Regions from separate parts of the Sus scrofa genome. Here regions 2 and 3 are each linked to region 1. Evidence: chromatin contacts called from public HiChIP or PLAC-seq data. All regions are on one chromosome and are shown on one strand. Each heading gives the region's core, a stretch centred on a gene start, on an enhancer-like site or on the middle of the called end of the contact. The rest is flanking DNA. Distances are from core to core; before and after follow the strand shown. Region 1 holds the start of HIPK1 (homeodomain-interacting protein kinase 1). Region 2 holds the start of PHTF1 (putative homeodomain transcription factor 1). Region 3 holds the start of RSBN1 (round spermatid basic protein 1).

Evidence for each region. HiChIP or PLAC-seq counts read pairs in DNA pulled down with a chosen protein or histone mark.
Region 2: a contact with region 1 is called in an H3K27ac HiChIP or PLAC-seq map of alveolar macrophages. The contact joins the promoter of PHTF1 here to the promoter of HIPK1 in region 1. A contact is called at or near these places in 1 of 5 promoter capture datasets (fetal liver), 1 of 47 Hi-C or Micro-C datasets (skeletal muscle) and 2 of 2 datasets of contacts at active chromatin or transcription factors (alveolar macrophages and skeletal muscle).
Region 3: an H3K27ac HiChIP or PLAC-seq map of alveolar macrophages shows a contact between it and region 1. The contact joins the promoter of RSBN1 here to the promoter of HIPK1 in region 1. A contact is called at or near these places in 2 of 5 promoter capture datasets (fetal liver and liver), 2 of 47 Hi-C or Micro-C datasets (heart right ventricle and liver) and 2 of 2 datasets of contacts at active chromatin or transcription factors (alveolar macrophages and skeletal muscle).

Annotation. Positions count from the first base shown.
Region 1 is chr4:106,625,567-106,629,210 of Sscrofa11.1, reverse strand. It overlaps HIPK1 (homeodomain-interacting protein kinase 1), which reads left to right and starts at 2,097. Exons shown (of 16, transcript XM_021090012.1): 1 at 2,097-2,348.
Region 2 is chr4:106,807,153-106,810,796 of Sscrofa11.1, reverse strand. It overlaps PHTF1 (putative homeodomain transcription factor 1), which reads right to left and starts at 1,871. Exons shown (of 22, transcript XM_021090726.1): 1 at 892-1,871; 2 at 533-607. The coding sequence starts at 577. LOC110260434 (a long non-coding RNA gene) reads left to right here and starts at 1,078. Exons shown (of 2, transcript XR_002343727.1): 1 at 1,078-1,603.
Region 3 is chr4:106,757,259-106,760,902 of Sscrofa11.1, reverse strand. It overlaps RSBN1 (round spermatid basic protein 1), which reads right to left and starts at 2,057. Exons shown (of 7, transcript XM_021090720.1): 1 at 1,169-2,057. The coding sequence starts at 1,853. It overlaps PTPN22 (tyrosine-protein phosphatase non-receptor type 22), which reads right to left. Exons shown (of 21, transcript XM_021090719.1): 21 at 2,802-3,644.

The DNA.
Region 1 (3,644 bases), core at 848-3,347:
GATCAAACCTGCAACCTCATGGTTCCTAGTCGGATTCGTTAACCACTGCACCACGACAGGAACTCCAACAAACAAGTGGCTGCGCCTGCGGCATATGGAAGTTCCCAGGCTAGGGGTCGAGCCACAGCCACTGTAGAAGCAACGCCGAGTAGTTATGTTGTGAGCCACACAGGAAGTCCTCAAATCTTAAATATAGATGTCTTTGTGTATTTTTTCCCCTCACTAGACTGTAAACTCTCTGAGGGAAAGGGTCCCATCTTATGTATTTTGCATATGATCCAATGTCTGGGAGAATGCCTGGCATCAGGCAGGCACAGTTTGTCCGAAGGATGAATGAATATCACAGGGGGGAAAATACTAGATTTTTAAGAAAGTGTCTATGTAGTGATATATACTGAAGAAATGATCTAAGGATAATGAATAAATAAATAAATAAGATAATAAATAAGATAAAGTATAAATAAATAAGACACAAGAAATAAAGTAGTCAAATGAAGATACTGAAGTGAACAACGAGAATCAATCAGGAAAGGCTTTCTAACAGGTAGATTTTGCCATGGGTTTGAAAAGAGGAAACAGATATAACTTGGGAGAGAAGGATCTTAGAAGCCTGTCATGGAGTTGGCTGGAACCAAGACATGGTAAGCAATTAGTGTGTTTGAAGCCTGCTTTTCAATTGGAATCTATTCTACCCCAGAACCCAAGTTCTGCCTTTTTCCTGGTTCCCCAGGCAGGCATGCTCACCCGCACTCTGTGTCTTGATGTTTCCCAGGTTAGCCCAGTGTAGGACTTTGTGTTCTCTAAGTTTCTATGAAAATAAGCAAACAAAGCTTCCCTATGGGATTGAACACTTCTGTTAACCCTAGTTCTCTAGGGAAATACACTTCCCTGTTCCCAGTAAAACAGAACTGCTCCCAGTGTTGTTAAGCCAGGAGAGAATCCCAAAGGTAGTATAATCACTTTAGCACATCTTCACAAAAATTATCTCTGATTCAAAGAGGTCAAGGATGTATGAGTGAGACCGGAGAAATAGAACTTGATAGCAGAATCTTGTCTTAGCCATATCTACCCACTCCTTAAAGAGCATATGCAAATACATATCTGGTATTTATGTATTATTGCTGTACAGCTACTTTCTAGGGCTCAGATCCCTGTTGCCTCCAACACCTGAGGGATGAAAAAAAAAGTATATATATATATATACTACCTTCTCCCTACAAGTGTCCCACACTTTAGGAATCAGAGCATTTCACATAGTGAGAGGTACATCTGAAGTGTTCCAGAATATCTTGGCCCTGGGAGATGGCAACTGTCTTTCTATTAGGATAACCCAGTTTCCATGCAGTGTTTATGTTTTTTCAGAATGTTGTGTGCCCAACACATGCCGTTTCCTGAATACCCGGCTTTACTATCTCCTGGTAGAGAAGAGAAAATTATGGTAGTATTTGCTCACTACAGGTTTTGAGGGGTTAGGCTCAGTGCGAAGCTATTCTTTCTCATCCAATGCAAACCAAGGTTTCCAAGGTGGCAATGGAAGAGCACCTTAAGGGGCTGCTAATGTTCGTGGAGGCTTACTGATCCCCTACGCGGCTGTCACTCAGGACGTCTCTAGATAGCGAGGAACAGTAAAGCCTAAACGGAGGTAATTCCTCACCAGCAGGGGGGCTTCCCGGGCAGGCACTGCCTCCCTGCGCGCTGCCCAATTTCTGAGGGGTGTCACACAAGCCGGTGGTGATGTCACATTGGCGGGGATGACATTTTAAAGCTGGACCTCCCCACCGCCACCAAGCACTTTTTGATCACAGCGGAGTCGGCCGTGCGGAGGGGGCGGAGAATCCGACCCCCGCACGCGATCCACGCTGGCTCCCCACGGAGGCCCACCCACTCCCATTCCCATCAGTACGATGCGGTCGGCCTGACCCGCCCGCCCTCCGGCACTTCCGCCTCAGTAGGTGTCATGGCGCGGGGCGGGGGACTAGTTCCCGCGAGGCGGGGCCGGCCGGATGGGGGCGGCCGCTCGGCGCTCAGCTTATCTGGTCTGGCGACAACGGCGGCTGCGGAGCGAGGGGCCGGCGGTGGCCCCGGACGGCAGCGGGAGGCCGAGGCGGGAGTGCGCGGGGCTGAGGCGGCGGCGGCGGCGGCGAGGGGCCGGGCGGCGGCACGGGCGGGAGGCTGAGGGGGCTCCCCCCGCGGGACGGGCGCAGGGACGGCTCCGGGGGGCGGGGGCCGGGGCCCGGGCCGGCTCGCGCGGGGGTATGATGACCCGGCGGCGGGGCCCCGGATCTCGTCTCCTCCGCCGCCTCCTCACGGCAGCCCCAGCTCGCGGCTGAGAACCAGACACACCGGCGGTGAGTCGGGGCGGGCGGGCGGGCAGGCGGGCAGGCAGGGGCCCCGGCGGGAGCGACCTCCCGTCGGCTCCCCGAGGCGGGGCCGGGCCGGCCGCGGGTTCTCCCGGGCACCCGGCCTGCGGGGGGCGCCTCCCTTCGCGGCCCCCACCCGGGACCCGGCGCCGAGTCCTGCGGCCCGGCCGTTCGTGGCCGCGGAGGAGATGGCGTTCCCAGGAAAGTGGGGAGGCTCGGGTCTTGTTTTCGGGGCAACTCCCCCTATCTCCTGCCACTTCTCTCCAGGGCGTGTTGTTGTCCTCAGATGACAGGGGGCCGCCTGGCGTCTCCTCACCCGGCCGGTTTTTTTCCCCCGGCTGCTGTGGCCGGTTCCCAGTGTGGGGCTTCTGCGTGTGGATTTCACAGCTCTGCTTAGCGCCATGGTTTGGGATTATTTGTGCCGTTGCGGACCGGGAAGCGGTGTCTGGGAAGGACGGCGCTGCTGGGGTGGGTGTGGAAGCCTTTCTATCCTTTCGGCTTCAGTTTTTTAATCCTTAGGTTGGTAAATTGTAATGATGGTGGAGACTCGGTGGGACCGGCCCACCTGATGTATATCTGTGCAAGGCAGATCTAGAGGTTTGGCTCAGAGGGAAACTTTTGCTATCTGTCGCCAGTTTTCCAAAGCTTTCGTTAAAAAAAAAAAAAAAAAAAACGGGTTATGAGGAAACTACTAAAACTCTTGGGTAAGGCTCCTGCTGTTCACAGGTCTGTGGGAAAGAGGCCCTTTTTGTGCCTAGCAACCGAGACCTGGGGCTCTGTCTCTAAGAGCGCTGGTCTAACCTCCAGTGTGTTGTGGTGACAAACCGTGAGCTTTGGCCTGTGTTTATGCTGGGCGCGCTTTCTTTCCTGTTTAGGTGGGGGAAGGGAGGAGGGGCTAGAGAAGGGGAAAAAAACAACCCCAAGCTCGAAGGTGTCTTTCCTACCCTTAAACCACTGACTCAGTTGCAGATACTCATCTTGAGGGAGCCCTTGATAGACGCTTTTTCTTAGCGACACTTTGGGAATTTTCAGTAATTGCATCAAAATATTAATTTCGACTGCCCAGTCTGTCCTTTATCTTACTTGTTTCCTAGTAACTGATGAAAACAGCAGCATGGCTTCCTGCTCCTGATGAAGTGGGGTTAAATTAAGTGGCTGATGCCCTCAGCAAAACCTACAATTTTGCTCTTGTTTGTGTAAAGCTATTTTTGATTCTTGGTCTGTAGTTGTTTTTTTGTTTTTTGTTTTTTCCTTTTTCTTTTTAATTATAGAGAATGCAAATCA
Region 2 (3,644 bases), core at 622-3,121, 180 kb before region 1:
ACCTATGTGATAAAAGAATATGAAATAGAATGGATATATGTTTAACTGATTCACTTTGCTGTACACTTGAAACTTAACATGACATTGTAAGTCAAATATACCTCAATAAAATTTAAAAATTAAAAAAAAGGTATTTCCACTTCTTAAGGAAAACATCAGTAGGAAACTACAGAAAAATAAAAGGTAATAAATAACTCGATAAGATTGTTGACAGTGTCAATCTGAGCTTCTGCAGATAAGTTTTCTGTCTGAAAAAAAACAGCAATTTGATCAGAAGCAAACTTTCAAAGCACTGCTGTGACACTGTGAACGCAACCTGGAGATGGGAGGTTGAAAATCTTCTTCGGGGACATGGAACTGAGTTTAAAAGACCCGATGACCTTGTACATCAGTTTTCCCATTTATGTTGAAAGATACCATGTAAGAATACCTGTACTACCAAGCTCAGGGCAAACTAACATCGTCGGTATTCTTTGTGGGAGTTTTTGCAGGAAGCATGCTTTACAAATAAAAATACACCGATATTAATTACCTTCTTTTGGTACCACGATATAGCATCTCTCTCATTTGAGGCCATCTGTGTCTCCAGCCAGAGAATGGGATTTCACTGAAAATGAAGGAACACCAGTCGGTGAGTGCAGTTGCTGAAAGGGACTCTCGCAGTTTGGGTAGAACTCAAAACCGCTTCTCTCAGCCTCTCCGGGTCTCGTTCTCCGGCTATTTGCCAGGAGAAACAAAAACATACCAAAAAAACCTCTGGCGCAGTGGCGACAGAAGCCTCTCTTGCGATATTTTGTGCGAGCGTTTGATGCAGGGAAGGGGGAGAGGAGGGGAGGTCGCTGGAGTTGACCTGCACCCCACCTCTTCCGCTCCCCAGAGTCCAGCTCTCACCTGGTGCCCCCTGCCCCGAAGTCCGGCGGCCGGGACCTTCTTCCTCAGTGGCCCCTGCCCGGCCGTGAGGCCGGGGGCAAGGGAGCGGGCCCGGCAGGCAGCATCTTCCCTCCCAGGCTGAGACGCCGGCGGGGCCGTTACCATGGAGACTGCCGAGGCCGCCCCAGCCTGAGAAGTAGCCGGCCGCCCAGCGCCCGGAGGAGGGCAGTCTGTTGCCAGAGAGCCGGCGCCCTGCTAGCCAGACCTATAGGGTCATCGGACTGACCCCAAAATAAGCAAAGAAGGAACTGGGAAAGGAGGGGGATAGAAAGTGAAAGGGGTCTTCGCCAGGTTGCTAGTCGCCACGGCAACGGCAAAAGGCTTTGTGCCCGACTGGAAAAGTCAAGTGCAGAGCCCCCAGGGCTCGGCTGGCAGCTGCTTGGGGGCGCGTCCTCGCTAGGCCGGGCCCGGCAGGGCCGTGACTCAGCCGGCCGAGACCTGGGCAACTGCAGCTCCGCAGACCACGGTGCAGCCGGGCCTCGGCTTCCGCTTTCCGGGTTTTGCTGAGAAGATGGCTCCGCCCCCGCCCGGGGCCTTCCAGCCGAGCCTCCGCAGGGCTCCTGAACGAGGAGCTAGGGAGATACACCGAGATCTCGGCCCAGAGCAGCTGCTCAAGATCACCGTTCAGGTCACTTGCTCGGAAATGACTTTCCCAGACATCGATCTAAAGGAGGTCGGTCCCGATATTCCAATAGTTCCCCGTTCATTTCTTTGCGACCCTCTTCTTTCCTTGTGATTTTATAGGGTTTTAGTGCTTCGTTATTTACTACCCGGTCGTCCTCAATGGGCTGTGGGCTCCATGAGGTGAGAGACGGGGGTCTGGCACGAGCCCGGCACATAGGTTCCCAATCTTTGCTGAATGAAAGAATGTTGTCAAGAATTTACGCCGTCCTGAGACGAAGGGCCTGGCGGGCTGTGGCTGATTCCCCGCCTCGCTCCTCCCTCCGCTGCTCTAGGACTTAAGCTTTCTAGGTGCTCAAGGGTAAAGGAAGAGGAGGCCGAGGCTTCCGGCAGCTCGGGGCCCTTTCCCCAAATACCGGAGCGGAGGGGAGCGGCAGGAAGAACTGTTTCTAGGTTAATTCAAGCAGGCTGATAGAGGCCAGGGAAAAGGGACGGTTGCGACCGCTAATGAATATTTAAGGGTACGTTAATAAGGTTTTAAGCTGCTTCCCTGCTTTTTTTCTTTTGGCCATTAATGGAACACTGACCCCTAACGGCCATTCTCACCTCAACTGAAGCAATGTCCTTGCTAGCCCAGCACGCAGCGTTTGAGTCAGTTGAAGCTGCGATGATGAGACCACTTCAGCAAGCCTTCTAAGGAGTGCAGTTCTAAATGATTTACATCATTATTTTTGATTATCTATCAAATCGATATAAAGGCGTAAGTTACCCCCGTTTTGAGGAAAGTCGACTAAGATAAAAATAACACCCATAGAACTAATTTATTTCACCCGGGCTTGATTTTTCATTTTAATGAATAGCACTACTCAGTTTTATTTATGTATTTATTTTTGGTCTTTTGGGGGCCGCACCCACAGCATATGAAGGTTCCCAGGCTAGGGGTCAAATCGGAGCTACAGCTGCCGGCCAACGCCAGAGCCACAGCAAGGCCAGGTCCGAGCGGCGTCTTACACCACAGCTCACAGCAACACCAGATCCTTAACCCACTGAACGAGGCCAGGCATCGAACCTGCAGCCTCTAGTTCCTAGCCAGACTCGTTTCCAATGCACCATGACGGGAACTCCAGGCTTGATTTCTATATTGCACACATTGGCAGTGGTTTTCTTTCTGCTTTTGTTCTGACAGGTTCTCCTTCCCTAGAGCTAAACATGACACTTCTGTTGGGTTTCCAAACAAACGGCTGCCTTAAAAAAAACAAAAAAAACAAAAACTGGAAAATGTCCATTTTTGCTTTAAGACGTAAATTACACTAAATAGGAAAATTTTACTTCATTGCTTAGCACACAAATAGGCTTTGAGGGGAGTTCCTAGAACAGAAACCAGGTAAGACACACTAGAGAAGAGTGGTAAACAGCAAATCTTATTTCAGGACCCCCTTTACAAATGTAGGGCTCTCACTGAACAAAGCATAGGCTTTGAACCCAGAACTGCATTCACATCCCTGCTCCCACTGACAAACTGTGTGACCTTATGCAATTTATTCAACATAACAAGCCTGTGTTCTTACTTGTATTGTTAATTTCCTACTCAAGGCTGTGAGGATTAAATGAGGTAATACTCTGATATAAAATGCCTGGCCCACAGCAGTTACTTAAAACTGTTTGCTTCCTTTTCCTTTCCTAATCCTAAGTAAGGGCTATCAGTGTTTAGGACAGGTAGGTTAATTATAGAGAAGTTCACACAAAAACTGATGAGGAAAAAAATACACTGGGTTATGTCAATACATCAATGACATCTGAAACATCTATAAATCACCTTCATTAACTAACATTGCGTGCCTATACCTTCAAAAATGCCGGCATCCCAGGAGTTCCCATTGTGGCTCAGCAGGTTAAGACCCTGACTAGTATCCATGAGGATGTGGGTTTGTTTCCTGGCTTGATTAATTAGTTAAGGATTGGTGGCTGTGGAGGCCAGCAGCTGCAGCTCCAATTCTACACCTAGCCTAGGAATGTCCACATGCCACAGATGCGGCCCTAAAAAAAAAAAGAAAAAAAGAAATGAAAGGAAAAATAATTAGCTCCCCAGAACA
Region 3 (3,644 bases), core at 808-3,307, 130 kb before region 1:
AAGATTTAATTCAATTCAATAAAAGCTTATCACACAATTATTTGCAAGGAACTGCAATATCTGAAAATGGCACCACAAAAAAACTTATTAGCCCTAAGTTAAGAACAAATATGTGGGAGAAATCCAAGACTCACCAACTTTAGACTGAAAGACAAGTTCACTAACATGCAATAACTGCCCCAGTACTAAGAAACACAGTATTTTAAATTCTTGATTAGATAACACTAACAAATTATATAAAATCTTATACAAAGTACAAACACAGGGCATAATCAAAATTCTTATTCGCCCTGCCTTTTCTGCTAAAGAGAATGTAAATAAATGCTACAGGTACTAGGAAATAGGAAAACCCAATTTTAGTCAACCTAATTTCTTTGGAACCCACACTCACTTAGATAACTCTTCACTTTCTAGGTTAAATATTCTTGACTCTAGAGAGGATTGCTGGAAATAAATAAACTCTCAATTTGCTGTGCCAGACAGATTAAAATGCAACTACTGAACACTGCCACTTTTCAGAGGTACGGTTGGGCCAATAGTCTAGGATCAAGGAGAGGAAACCTCCCCCACTACTTTTCTGAAAATTAAGCTTGCACATAAAGATTAAAAATGATTTTTTTACCTCCAAGTAAAAAACCAACCAAGATAAACTGCATCTGATATATCACCTTGCAGAAGCTAAGAAAACCAGTGAGTCGAATTGATCTCCGTAAAAATTTAAACTCATTAAAGCCCCAAACCACACTCGTAAATATTTTGGAGCAGAAGAGAGGGAATATTAAAGCTTCCCATCAAGGAAAACGGGAAAAAAGGATTTCAGCGACAAACCTTTACTTTAGACAGGCAGTTTTTAATAACCCACTAATCCCACGCCAAGGACCGCGCGGCGCGGAAAGCCTGGCGAATTTGAAAACAAACGTTGGTAAGGGCTCGGGAGGGGACAAGAGGGTTACTAACTGACAGCTCGGCCTCGAAACGAGGAGCCCCAAGTAGGTCAGACTATGTCAACGGTTTGAAATCCAGGGTCCACCCCAGCAGGCTCAAGGGAGTAGAGCAGCAGGAGGTAAGCAGGGGGGTGGCGTCTTTCAGGGCTAAAGGGGCGGGATATCGCAACAGAGAGAGGAGACCTAGATGGAACTCAAGCTCGGGGCACATCGCCCCCTCTCACCTCTCTTGGGGGCCTTGATTAGAGGCACCCCTCCAGTCCTCTCGCCGTTTTCCTGCTTGTCCTTGTGCTTGAGCTCTCCCGGAACGCAGGAGCTGGGATCACCATCAGAGCCGCGGTGGTGATGGTGCTTGTGCCGCTCCTTGTGGCCCTTATGCTTGGGCCCGGCCGCGCTCACCGTCAGCGGCGAGAAGGTGAAGAGGGCCGAGGTGCCCGGAGCGGGGAGCGGGGCAGCGACAGCGGGCCCGGCGGGTGCCAGCGAAGGTGGCGGCGGAGGCGGCAGGAGCAGAGGCTCAACAGGGCCTGGGACAGTTGGGGCGGCATTCGTTGGCGGCAGCGGCCCGGGATGTTGGCGGCTGCGACGGCGCCGGTGAGGGGGAGCGAGAGGGGGGTCCTGGCTCGGCCGCCCCCGCTTCTCCTGAGACCCCCCACTGCTCGCTCGACGTTGCCGCTTCACTCCCCGTGGCGAGACCCCAGCATGGGGCTTCTCCTTCCCCTCTTTGTCCGGCTCCTCCTGCGCCGCCACCGCCCGTACTACGCGCACCGCTCCGACCTGCGCAGCCATTTCACCCACAAACACACATTTAAATGGCCCGACCGCCCCCCCGTCCGCGTACCGCGCAGGCGCCGCCCGCGCACGGCCCGCTGGGCATTGGAGTCTCTCCCCCACCCTCCACTTCTCGGCCATTCTTCGTCCAGAGCTGAACAAGCCGGAAGCGGCACTTCCCAGCTCTTCTCCGCAGGCCCCGCCGACCCAGCTCTATTGTAAAGCACCCTGGGCCGCGCAGAGCCTCACGGGAGCGGTAGTTCCCCCGCGCCCCCTCCGCGTCGCTGGCTCGGCAAGCGGAGGAGCAGAAAGAGAGCGTGCGCCGAGTCACGCTTCGGGATGCGACGCAACCGCCAAGCCCCGCCTTAACGGCCGAAACAATGTTAATGGCTTTCGGAGTCTGTCGGCGCGTTCCCATTATCGTCTCCGTTTGCCCCTTCGTCGTTTAACACAGAGGAGGTGTCTCCATAGTTACTTTTAAATTTCCTCTTCCTTCCATAACCTTTGTGAGGTAAAAGAATCTCCGGCCTTTTACCCTTGGACAAGCGTTGAGATGCGGAGGAAAGGGGCACTTAGTAATGTGCTCTGAGGGCGATTTTGCTTTAAAATAGAGCGGAACTGCAAATCAGACATTTTTGAACCTCTTCCTAGCCACCGATTGCTATGGTTACAAGTAGAGGCGCGACGAGGCAGGTGCAAGAACTGCTTGAGAGACTGATGAGCGCCGCCCCAGCTCGCGGTCGAGCCCCATCCCAGCTAGTGCTTGGAAGGGTCGAGTCCATCTCTACAGTTAAGAAAAAATTCTAGATGGAAAAGCGTGTTTAGGAATTTAAGGTTTTTTCAAATCGTTTAAGTATAAGGTTGCATAAACTTGAGAAGTGTGCCTCCCAGAGAACACTCCAGAAATCGTCACTGCTCCCCAAGGTTTCTGGACAGAAATTTATTTACAATTTCGCCATCGCGTTAGGATTTTATCTCCTTGATAAAGATATTCGGAAGTAATAGATTACAATAAAGTACTCAGATAAAATCACTGTGGTTTGGTACCTCTAGTGCCTCAAGAAGGATTCAACTCAACGAACACTAAAGTTAGTTTAAAAACAGAAGTTTATTGAGCACCTGTTGTATACATTACACAATAAACAGGTAATATTTCATCCAATGTGTGCCTTCGTTGGGATTGCTAATGAAAAATATTGAAGAACAAATACTGTCTTAAGTATTTGATTTTTAGAGAGTTTATAAAAATTTTAAATGAAATCGTTGAGGGGAATTCAGCAGAATGCTTAATTATTACCTGCTAATTTATTTGTTACATAAAATTAGATAAACTTTCTTAACACAGAGCCATATTCACATAGAAAAAAAAATTTAAGTAGTAGTACCTCTGATGAGCTGAATATAAATTGTCCATGTTTATTTATATAGGACTTTTGAGATGAAAAAAAAAATGCTATCAAAAGATAGCTACTTTGTTGATTATTCTTCTAGATTTAGTAATTGAATAATTTCACCTAAAACTCATCAGAAATGTAACTGAACTCTTGTTATTTGGTGTATCCATATAAAAGATTGATTACTGGCATTACACACATATTTTATTCTCTTAAATATAACTTCTTTTCTTACTACTCTTTATTTCCCACAACATTTAGAAAGATGTATACTCCATTTAGGCAAAAATAACTCCCAGAGAATAGTCATTGTCACAAGCAGTAATTTTGTACTGTAACCACAAAGTAAGATTTTTTCAAAACGCTATTTATAGTCATTTCTGGCAGTATCCGACATTTAATTGAGATCCAATTCTTACAAGTCTTTTAGTTTCTATTTAGGTAGAAAAGTAAAGTAAAATAAAAATAACTTCCAAAAATGGAAAATAAGTCCATTCTAAAACTTTCTTATACAGCATTCTTTATACATAGCTCAAGT